Linked DNA regions of Sus scrofa: all the other regions are linked to region 1. Evidence: chromatin contacts called from public HiChIP or PLAC-seq data. All regions are on one chromosome and are shown on one strand. The core of a region is the stretch at or near the end of the contact, and the rest is flanking DNA. Distances in the headings are between cores, read along the strand shown.

Region 1 (4,219 bases), core at 1,504-4,003:
ACTTAGCTGTTTAGTAAATATTTGTAATGCTTAAATTTTTAATTAAAAGTAAAGATGAATAGAAGTTCTATTATTTTCTTCCCATACCCCAGAGAATCATTACTTATTATTTGGGTGATTTATCCCCACTTTAACCATGACTCTAAAAATTAAAGAATATACAAGACAATGGCACTCTGCTATTTTAAACTATGCTTCTCATCTGAGACTGCCAAAACATTTAACTATGTTCCTACAAGATATATGGGTAGTAGCTCTCAGCCTTTTCAAGACATGGATTTTTTTGGGGAATCTGAGTAATTCTAGAGAATCCATCTTAAAAAAAAAAGAGAACATAAATCTTTCCTTCTTCCTTTTCTTTTTCCCCTCCCTCTCTTCCTCCCTCGCTCCCTTTCCCCTTATCTTTTCTCCCTTCCCATTTTTTTTTCCTCTCTTCCTTCTTAGTTCAGTCCAGAAATCTCAGGGGTCATGGGTCTGAGTGAAGAAGATGCATATGATATCTTTGGGAGGTGCCAGGGACCCACATGAGGAAATCATGGCAATGTGGGCAGTGACATCTCAGAGGCAGGTGGAGGCTCACAAAAGGAATACATACTAAGTGAGATGGAGGAGGAATGAGCAAGTAGGTATGTACATTGGGGATAATGGTCTCTGGGCTTCTCACTGTTGAAGAGGGTACTTACAAACATGGGAAGGGGAAAGCTAGAATGAACAATATGGTGTTGAATTGGAATCAGAATTAACCAAATAAAATTTACACACACACACACACACACACACACACACACACACACACACACAGATAAAGAAATAAAGATTATGTAAATGTACATCTTTGTATGCATATACATACATATATTCCTGGGTCTGTCCACTGAGAAGGCCTGAGAACAGAAACACTTCAATAACAATGAAGTACTTACCACCTGGATCTTGATCTCTAAGTACCGTCCTCCACCAACAGGTACTATTGGAGCTTACTGGAGAAATGGCCAGTTTCAGCGCTGAGACAGGGAAAGTATAATATGAGCCTGGAACATCTGAGTAAAGTAGGCAAAGTAAAAAAGTACTCAAAAAATGTTGGAGACATGTCAAAGGGCACAGAAGTGAGTGTGAAGGGGCTCACACTGGCCAATCTGGGGCAAGAGAGCATCAAAATAAATAATGATAAGAGTGGGTCATAACTCTTTTAAAAACCATGAGTCCACCCATATAAAATGAAATAAATAATAAATGCAGAAAAGAGAAAGCTTCACCTTACAGTAGGATGTCATAAGGAGTGTAGAAAGGGATGTTAAAACCAGCAGGTAAAGTTTGATGACTTTGATAAATGAATAAATAAATTGTACTATTAACAACCACAACATAAAGACAGTATTGGGGAAGCGAAACTACTCGAGTTTCCACTGACCAAAAAGAAGACAAAGGGAACTTCAATAGGGATAATAATCTGTAAAAGATTAAAATGTATCAAACATGTTTAATCCAAGAGTTCCTTTATTAAAAAAAAAAAAACTCAAAAAATCTCATTGACTGCTTCTGAAGGATTCTAGGAAACCACCTCTTTTAGAGATACACACTCAAATGTTTATAGATGAAATGATATAGATTCAACTCAATCCTTTTAGAATTTTCTTCAGAATACTTGATGTGGGGGAGAAATTTAAAGTATATATAAATAAGAGAAGCTCGGAGCTGAAAATTGTTGAAGATGGGTGCTTTGCATATATGCTTTATCTTGTTTTTATTCCACCTACTTTGCATAGGTTTGAAATTTATCATAATAAAATTTTCATTTTTTTCAAAATTAGTGTACAGTCTCAAGTATAAGGCCTCCACAAGTGGCATTCACAGGAGCCCAAGCAGAGCAAGAATACAAATGTAACAAAACCCAGGCTTAGCCTCTTTTGCCAAGCTGGTTACCTGGAAGGGTAGGGCTATCTGATGGAAGAAGGAACTTTTTTTAAATCGTTCACTTAGAAACCTTTAATTGCTCTTCATTGTGGGAGATCACCCTTTTCCAAATGTGCATAAAGGTGACTATCAGGGGCAGCAACTAAAAGCTAATATCACTGAGGACAACCTCTTCTCTCATTTGGAGAACTGCAATGGAGCTGTAAGAACCACGCAGATCCCGCAGCTGAAGCAAGGAACTATGAGAGAGAACAGCACAGTCGCCTGTTTCCAAGGAGCAGTAGCTGCAGCAGAAGGTCTGGTTTGCACTAACTCGCGGCCACTAGGAGGTGCAAAAGACGCAATGCAGACTCAGTGACAGGCGGGGATTACATGCATCCCCAGTTCCAGCAAGTGCTTCGGACTGCTTCAGAGAGGCTCAAAGCGTACACCTGGCAATTATCCCCAAGCAGCGTCCCTAAGGTGCGGGTGGCCTCAGGAACACAGGCCAACAAAACACAAGCACACACAACACCCAAAGCATTCCTCAATTCCTATAGCCCCCGGATGCTGGCTAATATCCCCAAACGTGTCATTTAGCGATTCCGGCCAGCTGTGTGAACTTGTATATTCCCAGGTTATTTGGCAAGCAAACATTAGGAACCCAGTTTTCAATAGATGCCTTTCAAAATGGTGACTGGCTTTGCTTCAGGTCACTATGACTTAAATGGCTAAAAAATGTATTTTAAATTGCAGGTGGTCTGCTGCTTGGAAATCAGCCTCCTCACACTGCAGCACATGCAGTATCCTTCTCCCCGCCCCAGCTTCACCCAAGCACCGACAGTCGGCCTCCCACACATTCCCACGCGGCGCGTGCACGGAGAGAAGAAAGGCAACGCCGGTTCTCAGACTGGCCGCGTGGGGAGCCTGACTCCTGGGTTTCCTCCCTAGTGATTTCCCGATGAGGCTGCTGCAGGAAGCAGCCCTGCTTTTCTCCCAGAGGAGGCCAAAAGTCAGAAGAGAGGAAAAGGCTGCTGGCAACGAGGCACACCAGCCCCCCCCCTCCTGGGCCCCAAGAGAGAGCAGGGGAAAGGTTGGACAAAAGATCCTGAACAGATCATTTTACCGGAATGGAGAGAGAAAAAGGAAGGTTTGTCTAAAGCTGATTCCTTTACTCCAAACACTTCTCATCCGGATGCCTCTGCATTCCTTCCTGGATTCTATCCCCCGCCCCCGTATATATCCCTTCATTACTAGTTCTGGAAATCAGTGAGTGTTAGGTTAGCACCGTGCTCATCCCACGGTGTCACCTAGCAACGTGATTTCATAAATAGCCACAAAAAGGGCTAAAACTTCTTTCAAAGACATCAGGAAAATCGCTTAGCACTTTTAGAGCTGGTGTGAAACAGTCCAAGTCTCAGCTCTCCAGTTCCCAGCCTCTCTTTTCCCATTCTTAGTTTGACCTCCCAGCATGTTTACTGTTTATACTCTTTTTTTTTTTTTTAAATGAACATAACATTTCCTTCTACAGGGTCACCTAACAGCTGTTCATGTAAAAGTCTCCCAGTGGTTTTGTGGACTTTATTCAGCTCAAAAACAACTCAAAAGCCAAAGCATTCCTGCTTAATCCTCATCTCTTGCATTTTAGAATAATTCAAATTAAAGTTGTAGAATACTAAGGCTGGGAAAGTAGGTAAGTTAAAACCATCCTAACCAGATAAAAGTTTTACAGTTTTATTAAAAGTTTAAATATACAAGAACAAAAAGGGTGCCCTTAACTAGACCAGTATCTGGCAAACATTAATTAACTTAAACATCCAACATACATATTTCAGTCATCTGTTATATTTTAAATACTGTTCTGGGTGACAATACAAGGATGAATAAGGTTATGCCATTGAAGGATTCACAAGGTAGTAAGAAATGGTAGGACATTCCCATTGCGAATGGACTAACTAGCATTCAGGACAAGCCCCAGACTCCTAATTCTATAGTTGTTAAAGATGGGGAGTTGCAGATGAACAACCTTCATATAAAAACCATGAGCACCCACCATGCTCCATGGCTGGAGCAAGGGGATACACATTGCTGCCATGTACTGTGACGAGAAACTGTGAGGTTTAGGAGGGAGAAGGGTCTTACTTGGGCTGTGTTAAGTTTGAGATGTCTAGTATATGCCCATTTCAGTCAACTAGGTGAAAAGTGGACATCCAGTCAAACTGGAGCCCTGGAGAGAGGTGGGTAAAGGGACTGTTAATAAAAGCAGGGGCAAGGGGACTGACAGTGATGGGGAAGGTCCCTAGACAAGCCATAGACCAGTACACTG
Region 2 (4,229 bases), core at 1,309-3,808, 270 kb after region 1:
CCTTTAAAAAGAGGACTAATTGGGAGCTATTTTATAGGATGATTTAAGATTTAAATGAGATAACTTAGGTAAAGCTTCTAATCTCATAAATGACCCATGATACATGCTTAATAAATGATAACTGTGAATAGTAGTTAATATCATCATAAAAATACTAAATAATATAGTAATTTTTATCAGATGGAAACATAAGATTTCTGATTATGGCAGTCTCTCTGTATATTATTTTGACTCTAAATGCAGAGAAAAACAATTATGCGGAAGTAGAAGATAATTTTTAGGATCAAAATGGCCTAGGAACCAGAAGGATTAATGAGGAAAATGAAAAGAAGGAAAAAGAGTGAGGGAGATGGATTTATTTTAGGAGGAGAAAAATGTGACAAACATATTCTTTGAAAATGTGGTACTCATATTTTGTAATATGATTCACAATTACAGTTTATTTTGCTTGGTTGAGAATAGAGACTCAGTCAAAGTCTCTGTTGTATTCAATTTGGAAATTATCATCTTTCAGTTAAAACGGTTATTAAGCACCAACCACAGCTGAGGCATGATGCTAGATACTGGATATAGAGATAAGGACAGAATGTTCCTCACCCAAACTAAGCCAAGTATGGTGGTTCATAGAGACACTACCAAGCAGATTAAGCAGATAATTTGTTTAGGATTTTAACTATTTTATAATGGGAGGAATGTAAGGAAGGAAATGTATCTGGGTAATTAAGATGGCCCTCAGTGTTTGGTGTATCTTTGAATCAAGAGAAAAGGATTTCCTTCAGCCTCGGCATTACTTAAGTGGGTATTTCTCCTGGAAACTGTGGCCCTGATTTTGTTGGCATTTTCACTAGATCCGTTATGTACTTCCAGACACACACCAACAGGATGGTAAACAAAGTGTTTGTTATTTTGGTTTGGTATGGCAGAATTTCAAATTTGATTCAATGCTCCAAACATGCATTAGTTATCTATACATTCAAGGCTGCACGCTAGGGGAGACCAAAGATAAATAAAATGTATCCTCTGCCCTGAAAGAGTTTAGAGTCTACTGGGATAGATGCACATTCTTTAGCAGCAATAAATTTTTATACCACTTCATATTTGACAAGCTGCTTTCACATAAATAATCTTAATTGGTCTTCACAGTAGCCTGGCAAAGTAAATAAAGTATTATTGCTCCATTCTACAGATTGACAATTAGAGTAAAAATAAGGCCCATTATTTATCTGGAGACTTATAGTACATTAACTTCTTCCTCTATCTTACTGCCATTATGCAATCAATCACCAAGCTGTATTGATTCTACCACCTAAATGTCTCTGTAATTTTTGCTTTCTGCACTATTTCCACCACCACTGCCTTAGTTGAAATAAGCTCATCTTTTCTTGCCTGGGCTATTTCAATAAACTCCTAATTGGTCTCCCTGCCTACAAGTTCTGCCCACTCCAATCTGTCACCAGAATTATCTTTCAAAAACAGAGATGATTATGCCACTCAGCTGAAAAACACTTGCTGGCTTCTCTACCCATCAATATAAGTTTCAAATTCTTCAACATGACATAAAGGCACTTCACAAGGCTACCCTAGGCAACCTTCCAAACTTCACCTCTGGATGCCTGTCAACTCTGACCCCTAGTCCTATACACACAGAGGAGATGCTTCAGCCACACTGAACTTGCACTCTTTCAAACCTCCATGCCTCCATCTGATTAGCTGCTTATCCTTTAAAACCAAGCTCAAGCGTACCAGCTCTGAGAAACCTTCATGGGTATGGCGGTTTTGTTTTGTGGCTCCTTGCCCTGTGATTCTAGATCTCTTTTCATTTTTGTGATACAGTTTATCGCAATGTAGCATGACTCTTGTGGAGTCAGACTTTCTTTCTCCTCAGGCACTATACTAGAAACCTTCTAGAGGGAAGGGTTTGCATTTTAATCATTTTTGAGGTAATCCTGGAGGCTCTAGTGCTAATGAGGAAGCCCCGTGCTAGAGTTGCCAAACTGGTCAACAGGATGCTCAGTTATATTTGCATATCAGAAATAATGAATGATTGTTTAGTATAAGTGTGTCTCATATATTGCATTGCATGGGACATACCTATACTAACACTAAAGAAATATGAAATTCAAATTTAATTTTTTTTGGCTGTCCTGTATTTTATTGATAAATTTTGGAATCCTAACCCCTCTGGACCTGAAATCCAGTTCCTCTACCCCATGGCACTTAAGCACTTCCACATTGCAATGTCTAGTGAAAACCAAAGCTGCAATTTCCGCCCCACCCTCACAGAGCTTCCGGCTTAGTAAAGAAGTTACAAAAACTATTTCTAGAATACATAGTTAACACCTAACAGCTGTGTGTTTTTGATAAACATTGACATGGTAAACTACATACTACATGTCTGAGGACACACCTAAAAATTCATTTCATGGGAGAAAATAAATCTTTCTCTTTGTTTTGTTTGTTTTGTTTTTTGTTTGTTTGCCTGATAAGAATATACTGAAGGGAGTCCGGAAGTGGTTGAAATGGCTTGGTTGCATTTTTAATCAAACAACCACAATATTGAAATTAGTTTAAACTTAGTCAAATTGCTTACCTCTTCTGTACTTCCTTTTAAAAAGTGTGTATGGAGAGGGAGGGGGCCAAGGAGGGTAACAAAACTCTTTTGCCTACTGAAATGACCATCGAGTTAAATGTGTAACTTCATAATAGGCATTCAGATGAGGGCAGAGGCAAAAGTCAGGTCAGGAGCATTACTAAGTTTTCAGCTCTTGTTGCAGAATGCACAAACCTGGAATTGGAGCCAGGCGATTGCAAAAATGATTCCAAATCTGCATGGTAACAATTTAGACCGACTTCCACTCCTGCCTGAAATTTAGCAGCAGAGGAAGTTCTTTTCCTGGCTGTCTGCCTTCACCAGGCCTCCCCCACCCCTCAGTACCTCAGGCTGCTCACTCCCCACATCTGTTTCCAAGCCCTAGAGTGCAGGGTCACAGCATGGCGCAATAAGCAGCATTAGCAGGCAGCATGAATCAGTGGTAAACCTTTGATTTTAATTCCTTGCCTCTCCTGGAGAGGAAGTGTGGTCTAGTGGTTAACCCACTAAAAAAGCAGCTAGGAGGCAAAATTCCTGGTCCTCTCCACCCTCCCGTTCTATTCTTGTTGGAACACCCTGCCCGTCAAACAGACATTTTTTTTTCTTTCAACTTTTGCTCTACCATGTTTTTTCCTGAACTGACTTGATCATAAGATTCACTTGGGAAACTTGTTAAATGATTCCTGAGACCCATCCCAGAACCTCCCAATGAAAGTCTTAGGAATCTCTACTTTTAACAGGTACTACAGATATGTCTTCATAATCAGATTCAGCTCAACTGTATGCTGGTTACACATTATTCAAATGACAAGAGAACATTAGAGAAAACCACAGCAAGAGAACTGGGGTGAAAGCATATCTACCATCAGGTTTGCTGTTACAAGCCCACGAGAAAAAGGGCAAAGACAGAATAAAAAGATGCAGATTCCAGATCTAGTTCCAGGTATCTAGAGCTATGTGAGCTTGGGCAGGTCAGATAGACTCTCCCGACTGCATTTTCATCATTTTAAAAATGAAAGTGATTAGATCATCTCTTTCAGTTCTGTGATTCAATGAATTATTTCTGTGATTTCACAGAAATGCCAAGATGGACTCGGAACATCTCTTTTCCTGAAAATGACAGTGGGTGCACTCACCGGGGTGTGGGCTGGCTTGTTTGGGGTTGTGGGCAGACAATGGAAACAAGTGGCAGCCGGGAGGTTTGGGGCCACAGCCGCAAGGAGGTTTCTCCCCCAACTCCCCCCTTGAGGCTCTGCAGCTGGCCTACTTATGCAAAGGCTTTGGCTCTTCTTTCCTTTTTAAAAGCATTTCTGACTCGTACATTCCCCTGAGGAGAAGAGATTCATCGTTTTGCGGAGAACTTGCACATGCTTTCCTGAAAGGAAGAAAGGAGGGAGGAATGGGAGGGCTTGGCTGGATTACTGAGCAGGTTAGGGCTGCCAAAAAATGAGTCTCCCCATGTATGATTAACATATACCCAGCACATCATTAGCTCTGAATATGCCCAGCAAAATCCTTTGTCCCACTTCCACAATGCCTAGAAGGGCATTCTTGTTAGTGGACTGCACAACCACCTACTTGGCCTTCTCTGGATGGGGGCTTGGAGGCAGGTTCCACTCCAAAACAAGGCGGGCAGGGG
Region 3 (3,785 bases), core at 888-3,387, 360 kb after region 1:
GAGTGCATTGACCATGCCGTTTTCAGGGAGTTCCTCTTTGTCTTTCTTCGGCCTCTGTTCCAGCCACGTGGAAAGGGCCATTCCACCTCACCCCAGTGGTAGTTTCCTTGATCTCTTCCTTCATGTCTAAAATATGATCCTACTCTCCTAAACCCTTTTCTTTTCCCAGGATGGTCAGTATCAGGGACATGAATTCCATTTGGGAAACCACTATCCTCACTCAAGGTAATGGTCTGGGCATGGAACATATTCTTCCAATTAGCAGTGGATAAAGTGGTAGTGTTATGAGCGTCAAATGTTCTGGAGAAGGAGTCATATCAGGGTTGGAAAGAGCGTGAGTAGGGAAAGGCCAGGCCAGGGTCCGGAAGAAGGGAGCATGGACCAGGACTGCTACTTAGGGGGTCTGCAGGTAGGTACTCGGGACTTCTCAAGAGTTCCAAGTTGGAAGACCTTGGTTCACTTTCCCTGTTTATCACTTGTTAGCTGTGTGATCTTGGACAACTGACTTAATTACTCTGAGCTATAATTTCTAGTTTTCTTTATTTCATTTTAAAGGGATGATAAGAAAAAGTACATGAAAATATTTTGCAAACTGCATGGTCCATATGAAGATAAGCACTTTCTAATAATTGTCAATCATTTTTTGGTTGCTACGATATTCACAGGCATGATACACTCTCATCATATCATGCCATAAATTTCAAGGGCAAAAGCAAACATTGAGGAGGAATATAAGCCTAAAGGTCAGCTGTGAGTGGGAGTTTGGTTAGTTGAAAGAGCCCCTGGTGGAGATTTTGATACAAGGCTCCCTCATGTCACCGCCTGCTGGATCATGCTTAGTTGAGAGTCACTTTCTAGGCAGGTTACAGACTGGTAGGAGGTAGAAAGGTAGGAAATGTGTTTTGTTTGGCTTTCGCAGAATTATGAGTTTTAAAGTAGGTGTCAGACACATGTACTCTGATGTTCATTGCAGCACTATTTACAACAGCCAAGACATGGAAACAACCTAAATGTCCATCGACAGAGGAGTGGATCAAGAAGATGTGGTACATATACACAATGGAATAGTACTCAGCCATTAAAAGAAATGAAATACTGGCATTTTTAGCAACATGGATGGACCTAGAAATTATCATGCTAAGTGAAGTCAACCATGCAATGAGACACCAACATCAAATGCTTTCACTGACATGTGGAATCTGAAAAAAGGGCAGACTGAACTTCTTTGCAGAACAAATGCTGACTCACAGACATTGAAAAACTTATGGTCTCCAGAGAAGATAGTTTGAGGGGTGGGGGGGATGTGCTTGGGCTGTGGGATGGAAATCCTGTGAAATTGGATTGTTATGGTCATTATACAACTACAGATGTGATAAATTCATTTGAGTAATAAAAAGAAATGAAATATAAAAATTTAAAAAAAATTATAAAAAAAAATCAAGTAGGTGTCAGAATTTTAAAATCGGAAAATTTTCATAGGAAAAATACATATTTCTGCCTTCTCTTGAAATACAGAATTTCTGGTAAAACTGAGTCTACATTCTTGAAGTTTGGCTGGAGATAGAGGCTGCCCCTTTAGACACAGCGTACGTTTCCAGCTGGTGTCACCTATTTGTGTCACCTACCCATTGGTAATTGTTTACCATCAGTGGGTAAGACTATGAAGGAATCATTGAAGCTGGAGCCAGAAGGACCTCAGGGTGTCACAGAGCCCTGACTTTCCTTTTAATCAGGTCAGAATTTGCTTTCTCCATTAAGCCTCCTGGCTTAAATGATCTGCCCAACTTTATCCAGCTTCGGGTGAAGATGGACCCAGCGATGGGAAAGTCTGGCTGGAATTGAGGTCAACTACCTCCCAGCAAAGGGCCTTTTCCTAGCACGGAGTGTTCCTTCTCAAACAGCAGATCACCATTTCTTAAGCCCTGTCAGTGGAGCCATTGTGAGGAAAGGTCAAACATTAGACAAGTAAGGCTTCAGGAGCCTCACTGCAACACTTCCAAACACTGGAACACACATAAGCTCTAGTGTGGCTGACCAGGAGCCTGCCGCCCTTCGGCCCAGCCCCACCAGAACAAAAGTGACCAGCGGAGCAGGGCCGGAAGGGCTGTGAATGTGGAACAGCTAGTGTCCTTGACCCTCTGGCCAGGATCCCAGGCTGAAGAAACCCTCTGGGTTTTTCTCAGTGTGGTATGGGGAAGGAAGATGAGGGTGGGGAAGAAGGGGAGAAAAACAGATATAAAGCATAGTTGTTGTCTCTTTTCTCCCAGAAACTGAACTTTTGTGTTCCTGTGCCACATGTGTGCTGTGAGGTTTTCATTTTCTTTCTCTTTCTTTCTTTTTTTTTTTTTTTTCTGGTACTGGGATTGGTGTGTTGCTGTGCTGCCGAGTGTTTGTTTTGGCTTCTGGAGGAAGTATTGACAAAGGAAGTGGGAGGACAAACACGATTTTGTAAGCAGCCGGCCTGAGAGGAACAGTAAAACGGAACTGGAGACAGCATGTCAGGGTTGAGATTCCCTGATACTGTGTAATGCCAGCATCCCTAGAGCTTGTGGTCACTGAGGAATGGACATGTGGGTGCTTTTGGAGCTACAGGGGGTTGTACTGATTCTGTCAGGGGACTCTGTTGCAATTCTGATTTCTAAGCTCCTGGTAGAGGCTTTCTCTAGGCCTCAGCTCCTGTCCTGCCCCCCGCCCCTGTTTCTTCCCCTGCCCACATGTCAAATCCTCAGGCAGCAGACCCATCTAACAGGAGATGGTCTATGCTAAGAGAATGTGTGTGTGTGTGTGTGTATGTGTGAAGCCTGGAGCCTCAATTCAGAAAGGTAAATGTACACATAGAATCAAGGGTAAATAGTTGGAGAAACCCTCTTTGCTATAGATTTCTTGGAAAATGGATCAAGGCACATTAGAGGTGGTTGAGGTGCAATCTTTGCTGGAGACAGAAGGCAGTATGACATACCTTGAATTTTTCCCCAGAGGGATGAGAAGATGGCTGAAATGCCATATTTAGATGACTCTTAGGAATTGTCAAGGGTTGGAGCCTTAACTTAGGCTGAACCCATTCCCTGGGCCTTTGGGTACAAACTGTTCTTTAAAATGGTGGTGTTTTCTAAAGAGTATATTTTTTATTTCCTATGGACTAACCTTAGAAAGCCCCCTTTATTGGCTTTTGGGTAATAGATCTACATAGAATGCTGTACTGTAATCTTTGATAGGCCAGATTGCTTTAAGGTCTCTAACATACTTTGGTTCTTCTGCTTCCACAAGGTAATAGGGAAGGAGTGGGGCAGGGGAGGGATCAATTAGAACAGTAAGTGATTTACAGGAAATATTACTGTTTTGTAAAACTGTAGCACATCTGTAGCAGTTAGGCCATTCATATATGTAAAGCTCCTGGTTAAGTACTATTTCTCAGAATTAGGTATCTTTCCCACGTGAACTGGGCAAAAGGGCAGATGGAAACATGGAGTGGGTTAGACATAGAGGGAGCTTGTGAATGTACAAGTCTGTAAATGTGACAAATATATCTCTAAACTGCTATCAGTTTAAATTCGTCTCTAAATAGGTATGAGCAGATGTGCCTCGCTGACTAAAATTTCTGGCATCGTTAGTTCTGTGGATCCCTGCTGGGACTGCCACCTTGAAATCCAGCTACACTTTATCCCTAAAGGTACTCTTTGTGCATGTTATTCTGAATGAGGAGATGATAACATTAATATTGTTTCTTGACAGTTCTCTTGAATTTTCTTTTTTACTATATTATTGAAAAATAAAAATTATATATA

What was found. HiChIP or PLAC-seq counts read pairs in DNA pulled down with a chosen protein or histone mark.
Region 2: an H3K27ac HiChIP or PLAC-seq map of skeletal muscle shows a contact between it and region 1, with 5 times the contacts expected there. The contact joins two enhancer-like sites. A contact is called at or near these places in 2 of 2 datasets of contacts at active chromatin or transcription factors (alveolar macrophages and skeletal muscle).
Region 3: a contact with region 1 is called in an H3K27ac HiChIP or PLAC-seq map of alveolar macrophages. The contact joins two enhancer-like sites. A contact is called at or near these places in 1 of 47 Hi-C or Micro-C datasets (heart right ventricle) and 2 of 2 datasets of contacts at active chromatin or transcription factors (alveolar macrophages and skeletal muscle).

Annotation. Positions count from the first base shown.
Region 1 is chr1:132,880,463-132,884,681 of Sscrofa11.1, forward strand. No RefSeq gene overlaps it. Among named protein-coding and RNA genes, the nearest start is that of FAM98B, 63 kb to the left of the region's middle. Within about 2 kb of position 2,754, at least 34 of the 83 cell types and tissues checked have an H3K27ac peak or open chromatin away from gene starts, as enhancers often do. A contact at or near this core is called in alveolar macrophages and skeletal muscle, where this site is marked.
Region 2 is chr1:133,148,038-133,152,266 of Sscrofa11.1, forward strand. No RefSeq gene overlaps it. Among named protein-coding and RNA genes, the nearest start is that of SPRED1, 130 kb to the left of the region's middle. Within about 2 kb of position 2,559, at least 37 of the 83 cell types and tissues checked have an H3K27ac peak or open chromatin away from gene starts, as enhancers often do. A contact at or near this core is called in alveolar macrophages and skeletal muscle, where this site is marked.
Region 3 is chr1:133,236,739-133,240,523 of Sscrofa11.1, forward strand. No RefSeq gene overlaps it. Among named protein-coding and RNA genes, the nearest start is that of TMCO5A, 150 kb to the right of the region's middle. Within about 2 kb of position 2,138, at least 40 of the 83 cell types and tissues checked have an H3K27ac peak or open chromatin away from gene starts, as enhancers often do. A contact at or near this core is called in alveolar macrophages and skeletal muscle, where this site is marked.